Linked DNA regions of Gossypium hirsutum: all the other regions are linked to region 3. The links are chromatin contacts, called in public Hi-C maps. All regions are on one chromosome and are shown on one strand. Each heading gives the region's core, a stretch centred on a gene start, on an enhancer-like site or on the middle of the called end of the contact. The rest is flanking DNA. Distances are from core to core; before and after follow the strand shown. Region 1 holds the start of LOC107955157. Region 2 holds the start of LOC107955160 (coronatine-insensitive protein 1). Region 3 holds the start of LOC107955163 (glycosylinositol phosphorylceramide mannosyl transferase 1).

Region 1 (3,937 bases), core at 956-3,455, 200 kb after region 3:
CCGGTTTAATAATATATTGATTGACTTTGACAGAGATATATGGGGATACATATCTTTAGGATACTTTAAGCAGGTGACTTTTGATGCAGCATGTTGACTTTAATTTATTATTATTGTTATTATTATTTTCCCAAGCTAATGTCTTTTCGTGGTCAAAATTTGGAGCAGATAACCAAGGCAGGTGAGATTGGTTCATCAACAATGCCTCATAAAGTAAACCCTATTGATTTTGAAAACAGTGAAGGTAATCTTGGTAAGGCTAATGAAGACCTAACTTACCTGAGCATGAAGTTGCCTATTTCCCGTTGGCAGGTACGACATTTCTATTTTAGGATATCCCCTTAATTTTATGCTTGTGAAGTTTGTTCATAACTAATATAACTCTATTTGAACAAAATAAATCTTCTTATGTGTTGAATTTGCAGCGAGATTTGACTGATTCGACAGTCTTGAGGAACATGGGGGGAGGACTTGGTCATTCCCTTCTTGCTTACAAAAGTGTGCTGCAAGGAATAGGAAAGCTCCAGGTATGTTGCATAACATGAAGGTTCTTATCTCCTTTAAGTGTATTTTAGTGCCAAAGGTTCTTGTTAATTAAGTCCTGTATTTGGTTATTAGTTTGTGAAAGGTCTAATGATGCCCCTGCCACTGTACTCCTTGGACTTCGATATTTAGTACCTCTGCTTTTAGTTCTTAGGGATTAAAGTCCAAGGGATAACGCTGTTAATTGACTTATGTCAAATTTGAGTATCAATTGGACTTAACTTTTAAATAAAAAGTTTGAATGTTCAAATGTCACATTTTCAAATTTAACGATAATCCATTGATAGTGTTATCGGTTGGATTTTAATTTTCAAATTTGACAAATGAGGGACTAAATTCCTGGAAATAAAAGCTAAAGTATTAAATTTTAAAAAGTCTAAAAGAGTACAGGGACTTGGGGCATTTTTAAATCTTTGTGAAAATTTTGACTTAATGATACATCTATGACTTGTGGTAAGGCACGTTAGTATATTTTCTTCAACTAGTGATAGTTAGCCGCTTGATATCACCTATGATGCAAAAGCCCTTGCTAATCCTTCTCTAAATTGTAGTTTTGGGTGCTTTACTGCATACTACCATCTCTCTTGAGCTCCATTTTGATTCCAGGTCAATGAAGCTAGGTTAAGTGAAGACTTGAACCAGGCATGGGAGGTACTTGCGGAGCCAATTCAGACTGTATGTATCTTCTGATCTTCATTTATCGAATGCCCTTTTTTGTTTCAATTTTTTTGTAAGCGCAAAGTAATAGAGGCTAGATGGATACATTTATCGTATTCGGTATTTTGATTCATCTTTTTGTTTCTCTTTTTAACTTGATCTGTAGGTCATGCGTAGATATGGTGTTCCAGAGCCTTACGAGAAGCTGAAGGAGCTAACTAGGGGGAGAGCAGTTACCAAAGAAAGTATAAGGGAATTTATTGAAGGCTTGGAATTACCCGAAGAAGCTAAGACTCATCTTTTGAAGTTAACGCCACATTCCTACGTGGGTGCAGCCGTTGAATTAGCCAAGACTGTAGATTCAGCTGTGAACGTGATAAACGGTTCTGAGGTCTTGGAAACATGTCGTTGAAAGAATTAGCCAAGAAACCTAGTCATATTGTTGCACCATATGAGACTGGTTAAGTATTAAGATGATAAATGTGGTAGCTATTCTTTGAAAAAAACAAATTCAGAAAGGGTACAAGGTGAGACAAATCCCTACTGCTGGAAGTGATTATCATGTCATGTTCATATGGGGCAACTCTGAGCTGAGATTTTTGTAAGCAATCTTAATAATGAAAATTAACTTGAAATTGCTGTCACGTTCTCCACTAACTGATGATGACTTTGTATTGAATGCGACGTGTGAGACAGAACGCATGTCAACAAAATAATAGCAAAAATTATAGTGTGAAAAGATAATATAATTATAGCAAAAACTAGCATGAATACGATGATATGAACCAGTCTGTACAGAGATTTTCACCAGGTGTACCTATAGAGTTTCTTGTACACTTTATCACGGCAGAATCTTTTGACTGGCAAAAACAACATCATCAAATATATTCTTTTTTAACAACATAATTGGTGGAGCATACATCACAAAAATACATTGCATGATTGAGATGGTGGAGCCCAAGAATTATCATACTATCTATATTAAATCAAATTCTCTCCTTTTAAACTAAATTGCAAGTAAAACCCTGGAATAATCTCCTTCTTGTCAAAACTACCCCCGATTTTAAAGTAAAAACACTCCACAATCTGTCATGTTTAAAGTCATCGTCGTCCTTGGAAAGAAGCCATTAACAATGATCAACACAGTACAAAGAAGGAAGCTTCTCTACGAAAGAGATACAGTCGTTTTTGTTGTCAGGTTTTCATTTTCTTATCCTCTACAGGTAAAAGCCTTCTAAAGCCTCTCTCAGGTTCTCTCTCTTCTCTTGTCTCTTTGCCTCTCCTTGTATTGTTTAACTTTAAGATAATGAGGAAAAAAACTCAGTTTTTGCATTATTAATTGCATCAGAATTCAATTCTGTTTTGTTATTATCTCATGGTAATTTGGGTATGAAATTATTTCTTTTTCTTCATTGTTGTTTTTATTTTTATTTACCAAATTGCTACTGTTAAGCAATGAGTTGATCAGCAAATTTTGGACTTTAATGATTATTAGTATTATATCTAGAAAGTCAAATGGTTATGGACCCTTTCCTTCCTTAGAAAGATATTCTTGATAAAAATGGAAACTTGATTCCTTGTCAAGAGGGCTATCAAGTTTGAGATGAGCCACTGCTAGCTCAGACCATGGTAGATCATGAAGCTACTTGTAAGTTGTAGCTGGGATTTTTGTCTTGATTTATCATATCAGTGATTGCCACCGTATGGTTAAAGGGGGTTTTGGGGGGGGGGGGAATCTTCTATATCAGTTGATTGTTATTTGTCGTTTCAGGTGACCCTTCAATGATTTTGAAGGGATCTGGATCTGGATCTGGATCTGGATCTGCAGAATTTTGCAGCCCTGCTATGAATCTGGCTTGACTGAATCACAATGTCAGCTTATGGCCATCAAATGGAGCGGGAGTTCTCCTCTCAGAGTCTCTTGAGTAGGGAAGATACTGGTAAGGCACTTCTTTATTAGATCCCAACAGTTCTTTCAATTCCAATACCCTTTTCTCAGAGGCTTTTATCCATTCATTTGGCATGACTGGATTGTTAATTTATCCAAATATTTTGTATGCAACATTGTTTATAGGTTGACTGCTTAACTCATTTCGTTTTTATGGTTCCTACTGCTAAACCTTCTGATGTTCGATACAAATACGTATTAATCTCGGTCGTTCTTGACAGAGAGTGGAAGCCAATATGTGTTGGAGTCGGGATTCTACATGAAATCTTTTGCTGCAACAATCTTCATTGCTGGTCTTCTAATTGTTGGGGTTCTTTTAGTAACTTTAATTGTAACATTAGCAGTAATGTTGCAATCCTATGAAAGTCGGAGCAAGGGAGTAGTGGAGATTGAGAAAGCAAGTGATAGCTACCATTATTGCAAGGCTTTTGCTTTACATGGGGAGCTCAACAGCTTGGAAGAACCCGAGATTCCTCCAGTCTGCTGGAATCTAGCCATTCATTATATTGAAGGGGGAGAATATGAACGAGACTTAAATTTCACGATTTCGATGATTGAGAGCTTCTTCGATACTATTTCACCATCGGACAATCATTTGGATGCTGTGTTAATGGACATAGATGACATCCTTGCTTCAAATCATACATACTCCCATCAATCAATGCACCAGCAACAGTAATTCCCCTTATTTTTTTCTCTGTTGCTTGGGACTTTTTCATTGTCCAGTTAATAAATTACTTAAACCAGATTAAACTCATGTTTTGGCTCAGGTTCAACCAATATGGCTCT
Region 2 (3,901 bases), core at 500-2,999, 140 kb after region 3:
CATATTTTATATTATTTATATTATTGAATTGTTTAGTCATATTGAATATTTATATTAAAATTGAATTCTTAATTATGCCATAAAATATTCGTGTTAAAATTTTATATTGGTAACAATTTCACATTTTATTTTTAAAATAACTTTTATTAAAAAATCATTTTTTTATATTTAATATATTTTTTAATTCCAAAATACATAGTGACAAGAATCTGATGATAATTGAAACAACTAAGCAAACAAATAAGCTAACTAGTATATAAAAAATTAATAAATAAATTATGAGGTGATGAAAGTTAATAAAAAATTTGATTAAGGTGGACAAATTTTATTACGATGGGTGACAGTGGTTACAAGGACCTAAATTATTTTTTAAATTTTAATTCGAACAAATATATTCGATTCGATTCGATTCGATTCGAATTCCATCTCACTCGACTCGATTCGAGAAAACTTCAAATAAAGTTAGGATGATAAAATGAGATTTGAAAACTCGATTAACTTGAAAATTTTCGATTCGATTCGATTCGATTCGATCAAATGCTCACCCCTAGTGAATCAAACTAATGAATAATTGTTTATCACCGAATCAGCCAGGAATCGTTTGTCCTATTCTTTGGGTTTGGTGGGGAATGGCCATTACGGGAGAAGGTGGAATGGGTAATGAATGAGATTTCGTAGAATGAAGGATTCAATGAATCAAACTAATGAATAACTGTTTATCACCAAATCAGCCAGGAATCGTTTGGTTATTCATGTCAACCAAACATGGTGTTAATTACTTGGAATTATAGTTGGATTTGGAGGAACTTGTTACAAATGCATGATGTTGCAAAAAAAAATTGTGTTTTAGAATTGTGTTGTTTGGAGGTTCCCTAGTGACAAATATATAGTGGCTAAATTTTGAGGAGAAAATATGAGTATGTTAAGAACATGTGGAATGGGACAAAATTGGTTTTGTGGTTCTCAGTTCATATTTGAAAGCATTCATTTCATAATTTGGATGGTCATTCGTGACAGACTACATACCAAAGGCACACATTAATGAAATTTGTCATGTGGAACAAGAAACCAAAAGCCACATTTTCTTTGGGTGTCCTTTTCTAAGGAGATATGAAATGAAGTATTACTCCTATCCTATGCCACATTGGAAGAGAAGTGGGAAACTAGCAGCACGAGCTTGTATAAGATGTAACTAGATTGAAAGGAAAGGCGTTACTTCAAGACTAACATGAAATGCATATGAAAAGAGCAAAACAAGGTACCTGGTAGCTTGTATAGGATATTTGCGAGCTGTTGGTCCAAAGTTGGGAGATTAAGTTGTAAGCAAATAGGGCAACTGATATCTTGTCTAGATCAACCAAGAAGAACCCCATTGGTTTTTACTCTCAGTCAGGAAATGGTTTTGGTTCTACTACAAGAGAGCTTAGGGATAGACATTAACTGTACTGGTTAATTCCTTGGGTTTCTCCCACCTTCTTTCATTTTTACCAAAAAAAAAAAAGAAAAGAAAAGCACGAAATAGCAGCTGCTTTTAATCAACATTTTTTACGAAAAAAAATATAATTGAAAGAATTAAGAAAGGCCACAATGACAACTGCTGGGTGCAGAATATAATTAATAATTTAATACTTCCAATACTGACGCAACCAATCAAAAATTATTAAATTTATTTTTCAGTCTCCACTAATTGGTTGCAATACTATTTTCTTTTGTATTTTTAATTTAGAGCAGCTGAATTGTCTGGTCTGATCCTATAATTATATTTTTCACTTGGATCTTCTTTTCTAATGAATCTCGGCCGTCCATTTCGACCCTCCTTTATCTACTGAAACTTTTTCTCAGCTCTTTTCTCTTCGCTTTTCTGTGTGCTCAATCAACAATCTCTTCTTCCCTATGCCTTCTCGACCCGATCCTCATCTGACCCGATTCGTTTTATCGCCGGTTGAGTTCCGTTTCGTTTCGGATCCTACCGCCTTTTCTTTTATGAACAAATAAAACAGAGCTCCGAAAAAAAAGTGTTTACTTTCTTATTTCAGATCGATCCATTCTTTTTTGTCCGTTTCGGTTTAAAAACCGTTTTGATTTTAATTTCCCTTTAAAAAAGATTTTTTTAGATGGAGGAAAATGGTAACAAGTTGCACAAAACGATGACGTCACAACCCGGTATGTCCGATGTCGTATTAGGCTGCGTGATGCCGTACATCGACGACCCGAAAGACCGCGACGCCGTATCTCTAGTTTGCAGGCGGTGGTACGAGCTCGACGCGCTGACTCGTAAGCACATAACGATCGCGCTTTGTTACACGACGAGTCCCGATCGGTTGAGGCGACGGTTCCGTCACTTGGAATCCTTGAAATTGAAAGGGAAGCCTCGGGCGGCGATGTTTAATTTGATACCTGAAGATTGGGGTGGGTACGTTACACCGTGGGTGAATGAAATAGCGGAGAATTTCAATTGCTTGAAAGCCGTCCATTTCAGAAGAATGATTGTTAAAGATTCGGATCTGGAAGTTTTGGCTAGGTCTAGAGGGAAGGTTTTGCAGGTTTTGAAGCTTGATAAATGCTCTGGTTTTTCTACTGATGGTCTCTTGCACGTTGGCCGTTTGTGCCGGTAACTTTTTCTTCCTTTCTTAATTCTTGTGCAACTATGGGTTCTTGTTTCTTTGTGAAATTAGTCAAGCTTAGGCTTAAGCCCGATGAAATTCGTTCTTTAATTCATTGTTGAAAGTTCTTTTAGTTGGAGCATCTGCTGAAAATGATCAAATATGGATTGAACTCAGTGGAATCGAGTAAAGAGGACTGATTTAGTAACTTCCAACTACTTGGGGGTTAAACCTTATCTTAGTTTACTTGAGTTTGGTTGAGTTGAATTGTAGGAATATTTCGATTTGTGTTTATTGGAAGTGGTTATGTTTAATGAAACATGTATTCAATCCCAATTACTTCTATTTGTAACTGTTTAGTTCAAGCGTTTGAAGTCGAGGAAAATCTTTCTTCTCCTCAGCCTGTAAGCATCGCATTTATAGATGTGGTTGTTACTGCGTTTGTTTGAATGTGGAACTGATGGAAAATCAATCTGAACGATGAAACATTTTGATTGCATATGTGGGAAAGTTCCATGACACTGTATGCGGTCATTTGAATCCCGAATCTTTAGGAGTGACTGGTCTAGTCAGGGAAGAAGCAACTGTGGAAAATTTGGTTTTGTTTGTAGTGCATGATTGTGTAGTGTTGGTACATTTTACGATTGTAGAACCAATGGAAAATAGGTATGAATGATGAAACATCCTGATTGCATATGTGCGAAAGTTGCATGAAACTGTATGGGGTCTACGTGATTTCTTGGCCTTCAGGAGTTAGTGACTAGTCAAGTCAGGGGAGGAGCATAGGTGAAAGTTTGGTTTTGTTTTGTACTGCTTGTAGTTGCATAGGACCATTGCGATGCCATGTCATGAAGCTTTCTGAGGTTGTAGTAAGGCACTCTAGTATGAATGACAGGATACCGATAACAATACCTGTGCTTTTACTTGATTGATCCATTAATGTTTCATTTTCTTTCAAACAACTGTTTTGATAGCAATTGCCTTTGGACATAGGTCATGTGATATACTTCCATATATTTAGTAAATTGATTTTCCTCTCTGTGAATATACCCGACAAAGTTTTTTCTTCACATTGGAAATAGAATGTTTTATGGACTAAAGGTTAAGTTGCTATAGCTTTTTATATTGTTAATGCTTTGCTTGTGCTTGCCCAGTATAACTTTTCATGCTTAATGGCATTATACATATTATTTTTCACAATCTATGGTTATAGATCAATGATCTCCGTTTCGGAGTAATGGTGTTAGACTTTGTTAACTGGTGCCTTTTAAATCCTTGTTATGACATCCTTTATATAT
Region 3 (4,012 bases), core at 603-3,102:
TGTAATCAATCCATTAGTCAATGCCAAGTAAAAGTTTCAATCAATGGTATACAATATTAACATACGGATAAAGCTACAAGATTTTGTTTAGTAACATGTTAAGTTAAATGAATTTCTCAATGAAGACAACAGATATGAAGCTCGGTGCCAGAAGTAGGCATATTTACAATCATAAGTCTGAAGTCTGAAACTTTATGACTAAACTTACCAAAGGAAACTGATACAGCAAGGCTAACATCAAAATCAATTATGATAAATTATTAAAACAACAAACTTGCAGAACAGATGCGTACCTTTTGATCTACCCAATGCATACGAGGAACATATCCCACCATTGTATCTGAGGCACTTTGCCAAACAGTGAAAGCAAATTCTACAGAAGTGCAAGGGAAAATAACATCATCATCAATTGAGAAAACCGCATCCGTCTTCAAATCCTTAATTTCTTTAAATCTGTTGTTCAAGCTATCTTCTTTATTGATATCAAAGACCAACTCAACTTGCTGATCCTTTCTAGAGTTTGACCGCACAACATGGTTGAGATATCTTTTAAGCGAATCAGATGGAGGATCCGGCTCACTCCATACAATATGTATAGAATCGAGCCTCGGACATGACGTGTAGTGGGAAATCGACTTCTTCAAGAGATCATATCTTTTCCAAGTATTGATTATAATCGAGTATCTTCCCCTGTACTTACACAACCCAGTAATGAACATCATCACTTTATTATCAAATCTGGAAAATTTTTCGGTAAATGCCTTCAATAGATTTAAGTTTCTACTGTATATCAATCATTTGTTGAAATTTTTTGTAACAATTTAAGCTCAGAGTGATTTTGTTCGAGTTCAAGATCCTTCCGAAAATAAATAAATAAAACCCTTCTTTAAACATCTAAACAGAATAAACACCAAAAAGTACCTTTAAATTTGAAGTTAGAATTATCAATCACTTCTTAATATTTTAAGCTAAAACGGGTTTAGTTTCAGATCCTAACTGTTGTTATGGTTTAAAAATAAATTAAATTACCATAAATAAAAGAACTTGATAACAATTTGATAGAGTTTCCAATAAAAATCCTGATTTAGATGATATATTTACGCAAAGTTTCCAAAAACAAACGAACCTCTTTTAGTCATGGTTCCTTTTTTTTATATATATCTAAACTTGGAAACTACTCAACAAAAATCTGAAAGAAAATTCAAACGAAAATATAAGATTAAAAAAAGTTAATATATAGTACTAGGGAGATGCACCTTGGAGAAGAAGAGCGGTCAAAGTCACCGGTCCATCCCATAAACGAAGAACTGTCGCGGTTTCGGTTCGCGATTGCTAGTAGACTTAACACGACGCAACCGCAGAGAAGGATCTTGATCTTTGCCGATCCAAGCGTCCCGATCCCAACTTGACGCAACTTGAAAACCGATCGACGGCTAATAGGTAAACCGCCCCTCATCGTCTTCTATCACTCTAATTCCTCAATCTCTTCCCTTCCCCTTTTGCCTTATAAGAAGACTGAGTCGGTCTGAAGTCTGAACTCGAGGGATATGACGTTGAATGGAGCCCGATTCACGAAACTGAAAGTTCCATCCGCCGCTTGTTGAATTGCTATTTATATGATTCGGCTCCGGTGCGGTGAGAGGGAAGTAGATTTGTCGCCGGTGAGGAGGAACCGGTGAAGGGAAAAGGGTGGGGAGAGTTATAGGGTGTGGTTATGTGTATGAGGTTAAGGAGGTAGAGTCCCATAAGATGGATGCTAGGGTAACGCGCGGATGGATATTATTGGCTGAAACTGAGATGTTGATGTGCTCTTGGTTTTTTATTGCGCATTGCAATGTACGTTCGGCGTTCGTTCCCTTTTAAGATTTCACAGATCAGGATAGAAGAAAAGATACGTTGATGTGAAAGGAAGTATTGAGAACCGTTTGATTAAAATCTGATGGTTCATTACAGTTACTGAGGTTGACCCTTAGCCGACAAGATATTTTATAATTAGGACCGGCTCCGAAAATATTATAACTTTTATTCAAATTTATTTGATTTGTTCTAGTAAAATATTTTTAAAAATTCTTCAAACAGCAACACGCTTATGACCACTTCTACGTTAGACCACAAATCAATAAATATAAAAATAATTTTAAAAGAAAATAACTTTATTCTTTTTCTTGTTCATTTGCTTATTCTTATCCAAAGAGTAAAGAAGATGCCAATATTTTGCATCAGGATTTGGGAGATAAACAAATACAAGGAATTGTTAATGTTTTCTTAAAAGTTTTGTTAGTTGTTATAACTAAAGTTATAGAAAGTGTTTGTTGCTACAATAGGGATGGTTCACACCATGAGTAGTGGTGAGAGCCACTAAGTTTAATGATTTGAGAAAGGTTGGAGTTATAGACTATTTAGAAGCTTACCTTTCTTACCCTCATGTAAAGTATTTATAAGAGGAAAGTGGTTAGGTGTGGGTTTCAATCATTGAGTTTCTTACTGTATGGGTGTTGCGATAGAATGGTGGATGTCAACTTAAGATATTATTGGAGTCGACTGAAAGAAATGGACAAAACACTTATCAAGCTAACATATGATGGGTTGATATATGTCATCAAGAACTCTTCTAGGGATCATGTGGGCCTACGTGTAATAGAATGTTCAAGTAAGGGTATTATCGTTTTGGCAAGGCCATGAGGTTAAGCCTCCCCTTGCATAAGGCCATGCTTCGTCGAGTTTTTATGATCATTGAATGATCCGACGAGGGCGTTAGATGACGAGGGTATAACAATTGCCACCTAGGCAAAAATAAGTTATAAAGGTAGCATGGCTTGAGTTGATTCGTTGGCAAGGCCTATTGGGGGTTATGAAGTGTCGTCATTATTTCCCCGATTATAATGCCTTGTAATGTGAGCAAGTGGTCATTGATAAGGCATATGTGAAGGCTCAAAAAGCTTTTATTAACAATTTTCATGATATTTGGGAGACTATTGTAAGCAACATTCAATTGGTTCAAAGGTTTATTTTGCATAGGGTTAGCTTTAGTATGGTGTGAAATATATATTGTTCTCTTGATATTTTTAATCCTTAAAAAAATGGCATTCAGATATATGAGCCATTGTTGAGGGGAAGATTATAGTTATCTATTCTGGAATTTGTTTCATCTGAAGATGATTAAGCCTCCCTTTTGTGTGTGCATGTGGTTATTAGACAAATATTATTTGTAAACTACTTCGCTATTAATAAGATTGTTTTGTTGATTTGATAATAGTGTTTTTAGCTTTGTTTGCATTTTTCTTTATTATTTTTTGCATATGTGCATTTGAATTTTGATATTTAGTGGATGGAAATATTGATTTGATCTTAAAGAATGTACATTCTTTTTGGGCTAAGCACACACACCTTTCTAGCCTAAATAGGTGACGGTGTTATTTTACACAACTTGTCTAGGCCTAAAAAGGTAGCCTTGTTATGGATAATATTGTAACACCCCTAACCCGAGTCAGTAGTTAGAACAAGGTTACGGAGCATTACCGGGGTTTACAGAACAAATAGACAGAAATTTCAAATATTTCACATCACATAATATACATGTCAGAAACCAATCAAAATTAAACATATTGTCCCTTCTACGAGCCCTCGAGACCGAAATTACATATTAGAAACAAATCGAGACTAAATCGGAAACTCAAAAAATTTTTCAGAAACATTTAATATTTTCAACAATGTAGAGGTCACACGGCCGTGTGATCAGGCCGTGTGACTCACACGGTCAAGAGACACGCTCGTGTCTAAGGCCGTGTAACTTATTGACTTGCATTCTTTTAAAAGATACATGGGACACACGGCCGTGTTACCTGGCCGTGTGTCACACACGGCTGTGACACACGCCCGTGTCTCTGCCCGTGTGGATGAAAATAGGTGATTTTACAAGCCACATTTTTTACCCAATTTGGTGTCAACCTACAATCAACATTACATATATCAACAAGCCGTAATTAGGCATCCAAAACAAGCCAAAATAAGT

The links. Hi-C and Micro-C count contacts between places; a contact is called where the count stands out from the background.
Region 1: a contact with region 3 is called in a Hi-C map of leaf, with 3 times the contacts expected there. The contact joins the promoter of LOC107955157 here to the promoter of LOC107955163 in region 3. A contact is called at or near these places in 2 of 34 Hi-C or Micro-C datasets (hypocotyl and leaf).
Region 2: a contact with region 3 is called in a Hi-C map of leaf, with 2.7 times the contacts expected there. The contact joins the promoter of LOC107955160 here to the promoter of LOC107955163 in region 3. A contact is called at or near these places in 15 of 34 Hi-C or Micro-C datasets (anther, callus, fibers and 4 more).

Annotation. Positions count from the first base shown.
Region 1 is chrD04:12,766,770-12,770,706 of Gossypium_hirsutum_v2.1, reverse strand. LOC107955157 reads left to right here and starts at 2,205. Exons shown (of 6, transcript XM_041092004.1): 1 at 2,205-2,848; 2 at 2,972-3,140; 3 at 3,370-3,823; 4 at 3,919-3,937. The coding sequence starts at 3,071. It overlaps LOC107955158 (adenylosuccinate lyase), which reads left to right. Exons shown (of 10, transcript XM_016890887.2): 6 at 1-73; 7 at 169-312; 8 at 426-527; 9 at 1,150-1,218; 10 at 1,367-1,844. The coding sequence ends at 1,612.
Region 2 is chrD04:12,827,644-12,831,544 of Gossypium_hirsutum_v2.1, reverse strand. LOC107955160 (coronatine-insensitive protein 1) reads left to right here and starts at 1,749. Exons shown (of 3, transcript XM_016890889.2): 1 at 1,749-2,611. The coding sequence starts at 2,115.
Region 3 is chrD04:12,966,435-12,970,446 of Gossypium_hirsutum_v2.1, reverse strand. LOC107955163 (glycosylinositol phosphorylceramide mannosyl transferase 1) reads right to left here and starts at 1,852. Exons shown (of 5, transcript XM_016890891.2): 1 at 1,257-1,852; 2 at 294-690. The coding sequence starts at 1,456.